Regions from separate parts of the Bombyx mori genome. Here region 2 is linked to region 1. A link is a contact called in public Hi-C data. All regions are on one chromosome and are shown on one strand. Each heading gives the region's core, a stretch centred on a gene start, on an enhancer-like site or on the middle of the called end of the contact. The rest is flanking DNA. Distances are from core to core; before and after follow the strand shown. Region 1 overlaps LOC101738278 (monocarboxylate transporter 7). Region 2 overlaps LOC101738278 (monocarboxylate transporter 7).

Region 1 (5,685 bases), core at 1,322-3,821:
CGGCTGGGCCGCCGGTAGGTAATTACGCGTATAGTGTGGCCTAACGCAGCAATATTCTCAACAACTACGAGGATAATTAGAAATAAATACGTTAAATGAAAAGCAATTGGAATTGAAATCAAAAATGTTTTTCATTCAAATACAGTACATATTTAAATTGTGACAGTTATTATAGTGCATATCGTGATTCGTGTCAGTATATGTAACGCAACACCGGAAACTGCTTTATAGGAAGAAAAAAAAACTCCTTCAAAACATTTATGTATTATCATTATTTTGAATTTAAATAGCTCTCACTTACTAAATTCTACTCTTCATCTCTTTCAGAACAGATAGTAAAATAATTTTACAAATAGACAAATAACTTATTCGAATGTTGACTATAAACATTTTGAATTGTTTCCATGCATTCTAACAAATGTGAATCGTTTCAATTCTGCATAGATCAAAAATAAGTCTGTCGGCTTCTTGTTTAAAATTCCAATATTAATTGCGATACTGGTGTTAATGGCACATTATGCTCTACCTAAGTACCATAGTCATGGCTATCTATGCTTTGCGTTAGGTTTCTAAGAAAAGAGTTGCAGTAATAACATTTTAATCGAGACATCGACCTCATCACTATAGCATTACGGCCGGTGGATTCCCAAGCTTAACCTAAACGATCTAATGATAGAAAAATCATCACACTTACACAATGCGATACAACGAAATGTTGCCGAATGTACCGATGTATTTCGTTGGAAAACATTTAAGAAAAACGCTTGGGCGTTTACGTTGATCTTTTTATAGTTTGAAGGTTTCCGATGCAGCGGGCCAGGCTAAACATTTGTGCTGCCGATAGATTCATTGCTGTTAGGATCGTTATTCGTAAGAATGGTTACATAATCAATGTTTCTATCTTCTATTTTTGTTTGACCTTATTTTTGCAGCTTTTGTATAATTCGTCCGTAGAATTCAGTTTTTTTTAAGGCTTGCATTTAAGCACCTAGAAATTGTCATTCCTTCTTGTTGATTTTTTGATCCGTCTTGATTGGGAATTGGATTTGAATTTGATTGGAAAATAGATTGTATCATGGAGGGTTAAGTGCAATAAGTGTAGTTGTAAATTTGGTTTTTTAAATTAAAATCAAGACCAATTTTTTGACATTTGCTTTAGTATCATCATGGCTTTACAAGGATTCGATATGCAGTTTTAGGGAAAAGAATCGGCAACCTGGTTGCTATTTTTAAAATAAAGTACCCTTATCACACATGACTTAAACTAGAAGTAACGGGTCTGCGTTGCCGAGTACTCACATTTATTGCATATATGAACGGACTCATGATCCAGCGGTTGTTAACTGATTACTGATAATGTGGATGTCATGCCTTGAGACATGAGATCGAAGTCTCAATTGTACTATATAACGATTGTCCCATCCTTCGGAACGCGTGACTACATCGCGGCTGAAATAGGCCGAATGATGGTACCCACTCGCGCTTACAGACCTAATTTCAAACTGTTCGATCATATTGAGGAAAGAAAACAGATACCGCTTCCATATTGCATATTGCATAAGTTAATTACTTTATGGAAGTTTGCCCAGCAATAGAACGTTAACCCTGTGCCCCGATTGGCAGCAGTCCTGAAAATCTGCATGTGTCAATGTGTACACGAAAGAATGACGATCAGTTAGTATTAATAGGCGCAATCTATTTTTTGTTGGACTTCAATGCAATGTGACGAAAGATGAAGATCCACTTCGAATTATGCAATGCAACAAGTTCGCGGGCTTACGGACTAGGTGGTTATAGGACTCCTTAGATGTCACAACTGCAATTCCACTTCATCTCTTGAAATATGAATGAAGCATCAATTTCATTGTACACGCTAGTCATCATCATCATCATCTCAGCCTGTCCATTGTCCACTGCTGAACATAGGCCTCTCCAAGTGATCTCCAGTGCGGCCGGTCCGTTGCCACCTGCATCCAATGTGACCCAGCGGTTCTTACCAGGTCGTCGGTCCATCTCGTAGGTGGCCGTCCCACACTGCGCTTGCCAGTACGTGGTCTCCACTCGAGGATCCTTCCGCCCCATCGGCCGTCCGATCTTCGCGCTATGTGGCCTGCCCACTGCCACTTCAACGTGCTAATCCTACGGGCTATGTCAGTAACTTTGGTTCTTCTACGGATCTCCTCATTTCTGATTCGGTCCCGTAGAGAAATACCAAGCATAGCCCTCTCCATAGCTCGCTGCGCGACACTGAGCTTCCTAAAAAGATCCCTTGTGAAGCACCACGTCTCGGAACCGTAAGTCATCACTGGTAGCACACATGCTAGTGCTTCTACCCAAAAAGAATGTTAATATGATAACGCAGAAACCTTAGAACAGATACATATACAAAATAATGAAATGTTTAAATTTTAGAAGATTTAAAGTCTGACTATACATAATATGATATAAATATTTCAAAGCTCATCACCGATTTCAACATAAGTCAAACAATAGGTAACACATCAACTAGCAGGTAGTTTAGCTAAACAATACTGAACACATATCAATGTGTAGATATACGCAACGTTTCGACGACGGTGTGGTCCCATGCGGTTCACAAATGCCCATAGAATAATGATGATAGAGTCACGAGCTCGGGGACCTTTAGCATTCGTGATGAGGACAAATCAACCATGGTCATAGTCGTAGCAATACTAAAACTAGATAAATACTAAAATGAGCATTGTTTGTTAACGATACCTTCTCGTGACTTAAACTTTTTCTGTTTAGGGGCCAAACCTCCTCTACGAGGTCTAATGAAATACGTACTCAACAAATGTTCACGATTGACTTCCACGATGAAGGAATAACATCGTGTAATAAAAATCAAAAACCCGCAAAATTATAATTTGCGTAATCACTGGTGGTAGGACCTCTTGGGAGTCCGCACGGGTAGGTACCACCACCCCGCCTATTTCCGCCGTGAAGCAGTAATGCGTTTCGGTTCGAAGGGTGGGGCAGCCGTTATAACTATACTTGAGATCTTAGAGCTTATATTTCAAGGTGGGTGGCGCATTTACGTTGTAGATGTCTATGGGCTCCAGTAACCACTTAACACCAGGTGTGAGCTCGTCCACCCAGGTAAGCAATAAAAAAAACAAAAAAATCTTTTACAACTCTCAAAACATTGAATAAAAATAGAGATAAACCGTAAAAGTATTTTTAAACCTATCTGCGAACAATTTTATCGGAAACAATTTATTTTTGATTTCCTAAAAACACGTCAACGTTTGATAAATGATACTCAGAAGACTTCTTGAAAGCTTTATTTAATTTAGAATTGAAAATCATACCAATGGCTCGTCGTAAAACGTATATTCTATTCAGTGATTGCAATGTAAAAAGTTTTTTTACTAACAAATCATGGTGAAGAGCGCGCGACCGTAACTGTTTTGGATGATTTGAAACGTTCCACGGTTGGTTAAGACTTCGATTTTTGATTCGTTCCTCGTCATTAGTTGACATTTTTCTGAATTGCCAAATATTTTCATTTTTAACAATATTAGAAGTTTTAGATTCAAGGTTACAAAATAAATAAAAATATTGCTTTAATACCCAATCCTCAATAAATCTAATTTTAAAACAGAAAAACTCACCTATCTTACTTACTTACTTACCTATCTAAAGGCAGTTCCAACCCTTCTAAGCGTAACATATGAATGCCTCATGTTAGCAACAGGTTGGTGGTTTACCTACCAACTATTCTCACAAAATACGTACTTCAGAAATCGTCTTAAATTACTTAAGGAATATAGGTTAAGCTTTCGGATATTATAAGCTGCGTAATTAATAATGGTAAGGCGTATTTAAAGCTTTTTTTCCCCTACCTGTTCGCCGGTAGCCTAAGAGGCTATTCCAGCTACGTCCGGACGGGTAGGAGAGCTCACGGGCTCAACCTGAAAGAATTTGCTAACACAGCCCTAGCAAGAGCAGTGCTTCGCAGAATCTACCACCGGATCGGAATCGCAACCCAAAAGATACGGCAAGAAGCTCAGTGGGCTGTGTCTATGGGTTAGTTAGCTCGTCGAACTGTTCGTCGCAATCGACGAATTCGATGAGGACGGTGACCGGTGCTTGACGGTCCTAAATGCACCGAGAGTGGATCCGACAAGACATGTTTCGAACGAGATTGGATGACCTGGAGAGAGTTAATATATTTACCGGCCGCATGAGCGAACACTACACTTTTTTTTTGCTGGATGGCTGGACGAGCTCAGAGCCCACCTGGTGTTAAGTGGTTACTGGAGCCCATCGACATCTACGACGTAAATGCGCCACCCATCTTGAGATATAAGTTCTAAGGTGTAAGATCTCAAGTATAGTTACAACGGCTGCCCCACCCTTCAAACCGAAACGCATTACTGCTTCACGGCAGAAATAGACAGGTCGGTGGTACCTACCCGCGCGGACTCACAAGAGGTCCTACCACCAGTAAATACTTGCATAGGTCATGACAGAATAGATGACATGATAGAATATTACACTTAGGTACAACCGCCCTGCTATTTCTGCCGTGAAGCAGGAATGCGTTTTAAGGGTGGGGCAGGCATTGGACTATAAAACTGAGACTTAGAACTCGTGTCTCAAGCTGAGTGACGCCATTTACGTTGTTCATGTGTACGGAGTAGTCCGGTAATTACTTTGCAGCAGATGTCCCGCCAGTTCGCCCACCCATCTAAGCAATAAACATTAGGCTAAAATAAATTATTTACTCGTATCTGTAAGGTTACAAGAAAAAAGTCCTAATAATTTGAGTTCTGTCATCAACCAAACATTTATTTTAAAGTACTAATCGCACATGTACCGTATCGTTATGAATTAAATATTAATTTATGAATTACAACTTGTTAGATTAGCCAGGTGTCCACCTTGATTCATGCTCCAAATAGCGCTATACGTTATGTCAAATGATTATTGATATTTAGATGTGTTCCTATTCGTACGAAAACTTTCTATTAATTTTAATATGCGCCATTTATTTTTGCTAAAAAAAATTTATTTCAAAAATATGACTAGTTTGACTGCGGAACATCTATAATAGAGACTGATTGGTCGGAGATACTTAGCGTTAGCGATGAACTATTGGAACCATTAAGTATTAATAAAATTATTTATCTTGCGTAGTTGTGTTTCAATAAAATATTTTGATTTTCCATGTATCTCGAAACTGACATTTAAAAGTTGCTTTGACGTCTTTATTTCGATAAGCTGCGGGAATACCACGAGCCCGAAGCTGTTTTTCCTTATCCGCAGAATGAAACGAGTTTTAGATAATTGAAAAATTAAACATGCGTCATTATTAATTTGATGTCTTCAAAGCGAACGTTTGGCTGATATGAGAACGTTATTCGTTTTGTAGGTTACGTTTCGAAATACAAATTAGGTTTTATGGTTCCGTAAACCAATCAAATAAAATGAAGCCCTTGAAATTTCGTCTGTCTAGCGTCTGTCTTAATTAAGATCAACTCAATTTAATACATATATTTTATTTAAATTTTAACCGAAAACGTCATCTCAGCAACGAAACTCATTACCAAGAAGTTTGAACGCGCAAATTTGTAATTTTTTTTTCAATTTCATGGATTATTTTTCTATTGTGAGGTGTTTTTTTACATGCTGTGTTTGCGTGAATGTATCTTTCTCTTT
Region 2 (5,685 bases), core at 1,875-4,374, 45 kb after region 1:
TTGCTTATGTACTATTTATTCTGAGAAATTCCATTGAGAAAATGAAGTGAATCATTTCGCAGTATTTCTCAATGAAGAATCATAGTAGCTATTCCATAGAAAATTCAAGAAAAATAACAAATTTTCTTAGTCTCGCATTTAGTTACTCTATTCAATTTATGTTTACTGTTCGTAATTGAACCTTTGAATGAATCAATCACATTGTAATTTCAGGTATGGATTTCGCGTCGTAACAATAATCGGAAGTTTGATTTCGAGTTTTGCATTCGCTGTCTCCTACTACGCAACCAGCGTAGAATATCTTTATATCATCTACGGTATAATGGGAGGTTCGTGTTCGAAAATTAAAAGCTTTCCGTTAATTAAAAGTTAAAATGCATTAGTAAATGGCTGTTTATAAACTTTTACATAATTAAAATATCTCCATAATTAAATTTCAGGTATTGGACTATGTATGATATATATGCCTGCGGTGCTGACTGTTGGTTTCTACTTTGAAAAGTGGAGAGGTCTAGCCACTGGCTTAGCACTTTGTGGTTCCGGAGTAGGCACTTTCGTTATCGCCATCTTAACTAATAAACTAAATGAAAGCTTACAAAATTGGAGACTTATTGTGCTCATACATGCAGGTAAATTATTTAAATTTTATACTTTTGAAATTCATAGTGACAAAAATTAAATGTTATTTCATATTCCATATTTCGAAAAGTTAAGCAATTATCTTCTTTTTTTTAGCCATGTTACTCCTATGCATGCTCTTTGGTGCTCTATTCCGGCCGATCAAACCAGTCCGCGTGACATTAGCCGACGAACAAGATGAAGAAGATACTGCAAGACGTCACGAGGAGGCCGTCGAAAAACTTAACTCCATGATCAAGTTACACAGCAAACTCGATTCTGGAATTTGCATGCCTCCAGAAATGAAGTTTACAAACAAAGTAAGCCCTCATACTTGGATGGGCGTGCCTAATAACACACGTTACCCGACTGCCGAAGAGGTATTCCGTGGCAGTAACTCGCATTTGAGCAATTCACACGCCGGGAGACGATCGTCAGCGAATGCTGGAGCTATAAAGAATACACTTGGAAACAAACCTATGTTCATCGAAATGCCAGTCGCTGAGAAAGATGAACAAGAGGATTCAAACGGTAACATCGACAACACTGAGCCCCTTATTGGAGCTGCTGTGAAAGTTGTCCCCACACAGAACCGTTTCCATCAACGTCGTTCTCATGCTGATTTAGTGGCCAGACCCTTGTACCGGGACGATATTTTCTTTGGAGCCAGTTTGACGCGATTGCCTCAATATACATCTAGGACTTCGCTTGGATACCATCTCGCAGTAACGCACGTTCCTACAAAAGAAGATGCTCAAGAGGAATCCTCAGGAAAATGTCGTTTCTGCCCTGAAGCCGTGAAAAGGACATTGGCTACCATGTTAGACGTCAGTCTATTCCGATCACCGACCTTTGTCATCCTTGCTCTAAGTGGATTTTTCACAATGTTAGGCTTCTTCGTTCCGTACATGTACATACAGAGACGAGGTGAAAGTAACGGTATGAATAAAGCAATCGCCGGTTGGCTTATATCCGCCATAGGAATATCGAACATAGTTGGTCGTGTGATGTGTGGATTTCTATCGTCGATGCCGAAGATATCCCCTTTGTGGTTGAACAACATCGCCATCTCCGCCGGGGGGATTGCAACTATGATGAGCGGACTGTACTACGACAGCGTTTTCCAATTTGCCTATTGCGCCATTTTCGGACTGGCTGCTGGTATGTTATTCAATCATGTATTTTGATGTGATAAGCATTCACGTATCCTTATGATATAATTAAATTGCGACTAATTTACAGCGTGCTTCGCCTCTCTCCGTTCAATTTTGGTAGTGGAGTATATTGGACTAGAACAGTTAACCAACTGTTTCGGGCTATTCCTCCTGTTCCAAGGGTTTGGTGCTGTGTTGGGAGTGCCTATTGCAGGTAAATTTTATATGTACAATTTCACGTTATGATTATTTTGTTCTGAGAGCTATTTTAGTTTAATCAAAAAATATAAATACGTTATTGTGTGGGCGACATTCTGATGTAACTTTCACGGAACATTACCTAATCCTTTCGCTCTCCGCGTTGCATTGACCCGGTTGAAATAGTTTAATAGGCACAGTGCCAAATTCCTACCTTGAAAAACGCCCGCATATTTATTGAAAAAAATTATTACATACATACCTATTAAAAGAACAATGCTAAGTCTTTTCTTCTTAATTACTCTTTATTGTAACTAAAGTTCGCCCAGTGATCGAAGTTCATAATCATTGAAATCTCAACATTCATTAATTTTAAATATTACACTTTATCTTTTGTTTTTGGCATTTTTTCTTATGTAGTAATGGAGAATAAGCTTTTTCTTAATAAAACTACAACTCATCAATGACTAATAGCTAGCTAGCAAAAGTATTATTAGTTGACAAACACGATGAAATGCTATCAGCTATTTTGTCTTCTGCTATAAATTAGATATTATAATTGGAGGGTCAGATCTGAAACTCTTTAAATCAGCATATTAGCTGTACCGTTTTAAATTTTGAATATTGTTTAGAACAAAGTTTAATTTTACGTATGTTTATTTTTTCAGGCATGCTCTATGACCTGACCCTTAGTTACGATAAATCGTTCTACGTGTCCGGTGCATTCCTGTTGTTGTCTGCGGTTATGTGTTATCCTGTGGATGCGATCAGCAAATGGGAGAAGTCTCGCAAAGTACACAACTCTTCGCCGACAGCTTGAGCCTCAAGCAAGAACTCCATTATAAAAAGACTTTAGTGCCAAAACGTGAATGGCAATAATCGTGTAAACTACCCAAAACATTAATGCAAGATTCAAAAATAATTAACATACGTTCAATTTTTAGCCAGAATGATGTGGTCAACGAAAGCGAGTGTTAATGAAAGTAATAATGTAATAATGAAAATCATGTTGGTTCGTTTTCTCCGCAATTAAAACTTTTCCCAGATTTAGAATGCGAATAACGTTACGTGGATCGCAAATTAGAACGTTTTATGGGTCCGTCGTGTAAGCGAGCTTGTATATTCGTCGCGTGCGTTGAATGGTTAATGATCGACGGCGCTGTATGAATGCCTAGGTAGGTAGGTACCGATTACTCTTGTATTCATGAATGACCATTCGCAGCGTTTGGATTGGCTATTTTTAGATGTGGTTTTCGACGCGTTCGTTCATGAATATGAGTCGTATGAGTTGCTCTTGAAATATAATAATAGTACAAAAAAAAAGATTTCGAATTTATCTACAAAACTATTCGATTAATTTGAAATTTTATAATGAGATACATTCCCGACTGGACACTTCGACAAGACGAGCAATGATTCGGTTAAGTCATTTTTATGCATTTAATATATATTTAGAGGTTTAAAAGTACAAAGAATCGAGTAGTAGAGTTTAGTTTAGCGGTTTTGTCGAAGGTAAGACCCGAGATGATCTGAAGCCAAAATGTACTTTAATTAAATTATATAATGTGTGTGCCTAATTTTATACTTAAAAATAGGGCATAATGCTCTTTGTAATTTAATAGTAAGCTATCTTACAAGTACCTAATGTACTCGCGTGTAATACGAATTTGCTTAACACGTTGTAATTATAATCAGTTGTGCCTTATGTTTGAAGTGATACCTAATTACTTATATAAAATAGAAATTAGTTTATAAATATTGTTAATGTTTTAATTTTTTAAATGGAATCTGTTGTTCCGAATGCCCTTTGTACTTTATTTGCATTAATGAAAACATGTAAATTAGTTTTAAATGTTTGTTTAGTTTTAATTCGACAACTGTGGCTGTGGTCATTAGATTATGTTTACATTTGTAAATAATAAATCATAGTCGTTTTCTTAATTAGCATCTGCAAAAAATATTGATCAATAAATTAACAAATGAATTTCTTTAAAACTAAATAAACTTTCATCAATTATTCATCCAGTTTCAATAATCAAAGGTAAATTAATTAAAATGTTTTAGTGGTTTATTTCTCAGAAGAGATCAGTTAATAATGTTCGAAATTTTCATGTCGTCTTAATTATATTTGTAAAGATGGGCAAATCAACGTTAGATTTAATATCATTGAATGTGTGTTTACATTATATGAAAAATAAATCTCCTATTTTAAAAATTATGGTCATTTGAATACCCACTTTTATTTTTGAACATTATATTCTTTTTTATAGTGTAATCTTTACTAATACGTCACACTGTCTACGATTAACGAAACATATCTAATCTAATCTACTGGATTGTTGTACACCCATACGGGGGTACGGGATGGGCCTCCTGGCGAACCTCGAGAATAAGCTCCCTGCTTTATAAAGCAGGCCCTTTATTACTGGTGGTAGGACGTCTTGAGAGTCCGCACGGGTAGGTACCATCACCCCGCCTATTTTTGCCGTGAAGCAGGTAGGTAGGTGGCGGCATTTATGTACAGGGGGGCTGTGCGCTCGTCCACCCATCTAAGCAATAAAAAAAAAGCAGGGTCTATTTGAAGCGGGGACGGACTTGGGGGATGTGAGAAGTTCGCATACGTGCATGACTACAGTACATCTGATAGACTTACATATAATACGGGGGCTTGACTTGAGGATGGAGGAGCGATGCGCGGTGGCAGCCCCCTCCGGATGTCGTGCTATCGTCTTTTTCTTAATTATTTTTTCCTCTAACTTACTGCTAACTACAATCTATATACAATGTAACAGTGTCGCACCCCTACTACACCAGAGGAGTACTACCTATAATGGAACTACAACTAAACTACGAATCGGAAGAGTAGCAACGATACCGTTCTGGCACACGCCCGTCCTTGACTCTCTTTTCGGAGTAGGCGAGCACTCTGAGTGGAGTGGACTGCCCACAGGGCCGGAGAAAGGATGGTTCCCCTGAAGGGAAATCCCCAAGTGTGGGAAGATTGACGAGGGCGGTTAGTCAGACCCGTAGGGAGGGTCCCATTATGAACGCTCCCACACTACTCCGGCTGCACCGACTATCGCAGTGGGTCCAGGAGTTCCCTCAGCAACGCCTTACCATCAGGTGGTCTGGCGTGCAAGGGAGATAGGTTGTGGGGGCACTCGTAGGGTCCACCGTCAGGCCGCTCGTACATAGCACGAGCTAGCCTCCGGATGAACTCTCCGAGCGGCTCCGTTTCCAAATCCGACTGTTGCCTCAAGAATGACGATCGGGCGAAGTCACAGGTTCTGCTGGACCTGCAACCTCACCCGCGAAGTTCACGGGATGAGATGATACCAGGCTACAGTAGCGTAAGTGATAAGGGCACAAACATTATATGTCTTGTAGATAATAGATGGAGTGCTCGGAGGTATTAAGATGATTTTACCATCACACCGTTCATCCATACTACCTATAACCACTGCGATCATTCAGAGTGCGCTTCCAGAGATCTTTTTTGCCAGGTACCATTCGGCTTTGGATTGAACTCCCCTCTACGGTGTTTCCCGAGCGCTATGACATGTCCTTCTTCAAACGAGGCTTGTGGAGAGTATTAAACGGTAGGCAAAGGCTTGGCTTTGCCCCTGGCATAGCATCTACACCGTAAATGCCGAAATGCACCTTGAGACCTGAGTGATAAGGTCTCCGTATCAAGAGTTTTACAGACCATAGCGGT

Evidence for each region. Hi-C and Micro-C count contacts between places; a contact is called where the count stands out from the background.
Region 2: a contact with region 1 is called in a Hi-C map of midgut, with 1.6 times the contacts expected there. The contact joins two enhancer-like sites. A contact is called at or near these places in 5 of 7 Hi-C or Micro-C datasets (middle silk gland, midgut, posterior silk gland and 1 more).

Annotation. Positions count from the first base shown.
Region 1 is chr23:11,355,185-11,360,869 of ASM3026992v2, forward strand. The region is part of intron 1 of LOC101738278 (monocarboxylate transporter 7); the gene reads left to right. Among protein-coding and RNA genes, the nearest start is that of LOC101738278, 8.0 kb to the left of the region's middle. Within about 2 kb of position 2,572, at least 1 of the 8 cell types and tissues checked has open chromatin away from gene starts, as enhancers often do.
Region 2 is chr23:11,399,162-11,404,846 of ASM3026992v2, forward strand. LOC101738278 (monocarboxylate transporter 7) reads left to right here. Exons shown (of 9, transcript XM_062675253.1): 5 at 214-329; 6 at 441-629; 7 at 736-1,779; 8 at 1,861-1,986; 9 at 2,639-4,185. The coding sequence ends at 2,790. Among protein-coding and RNA genes, the nearest start is that of RpS30, 9.8 kb to the right of the region's middle. Within about 2 kb of position 3,125, at least 4 of the 8 cell types and tissues checked have open chromatin away from gene starts, as enhancers often do.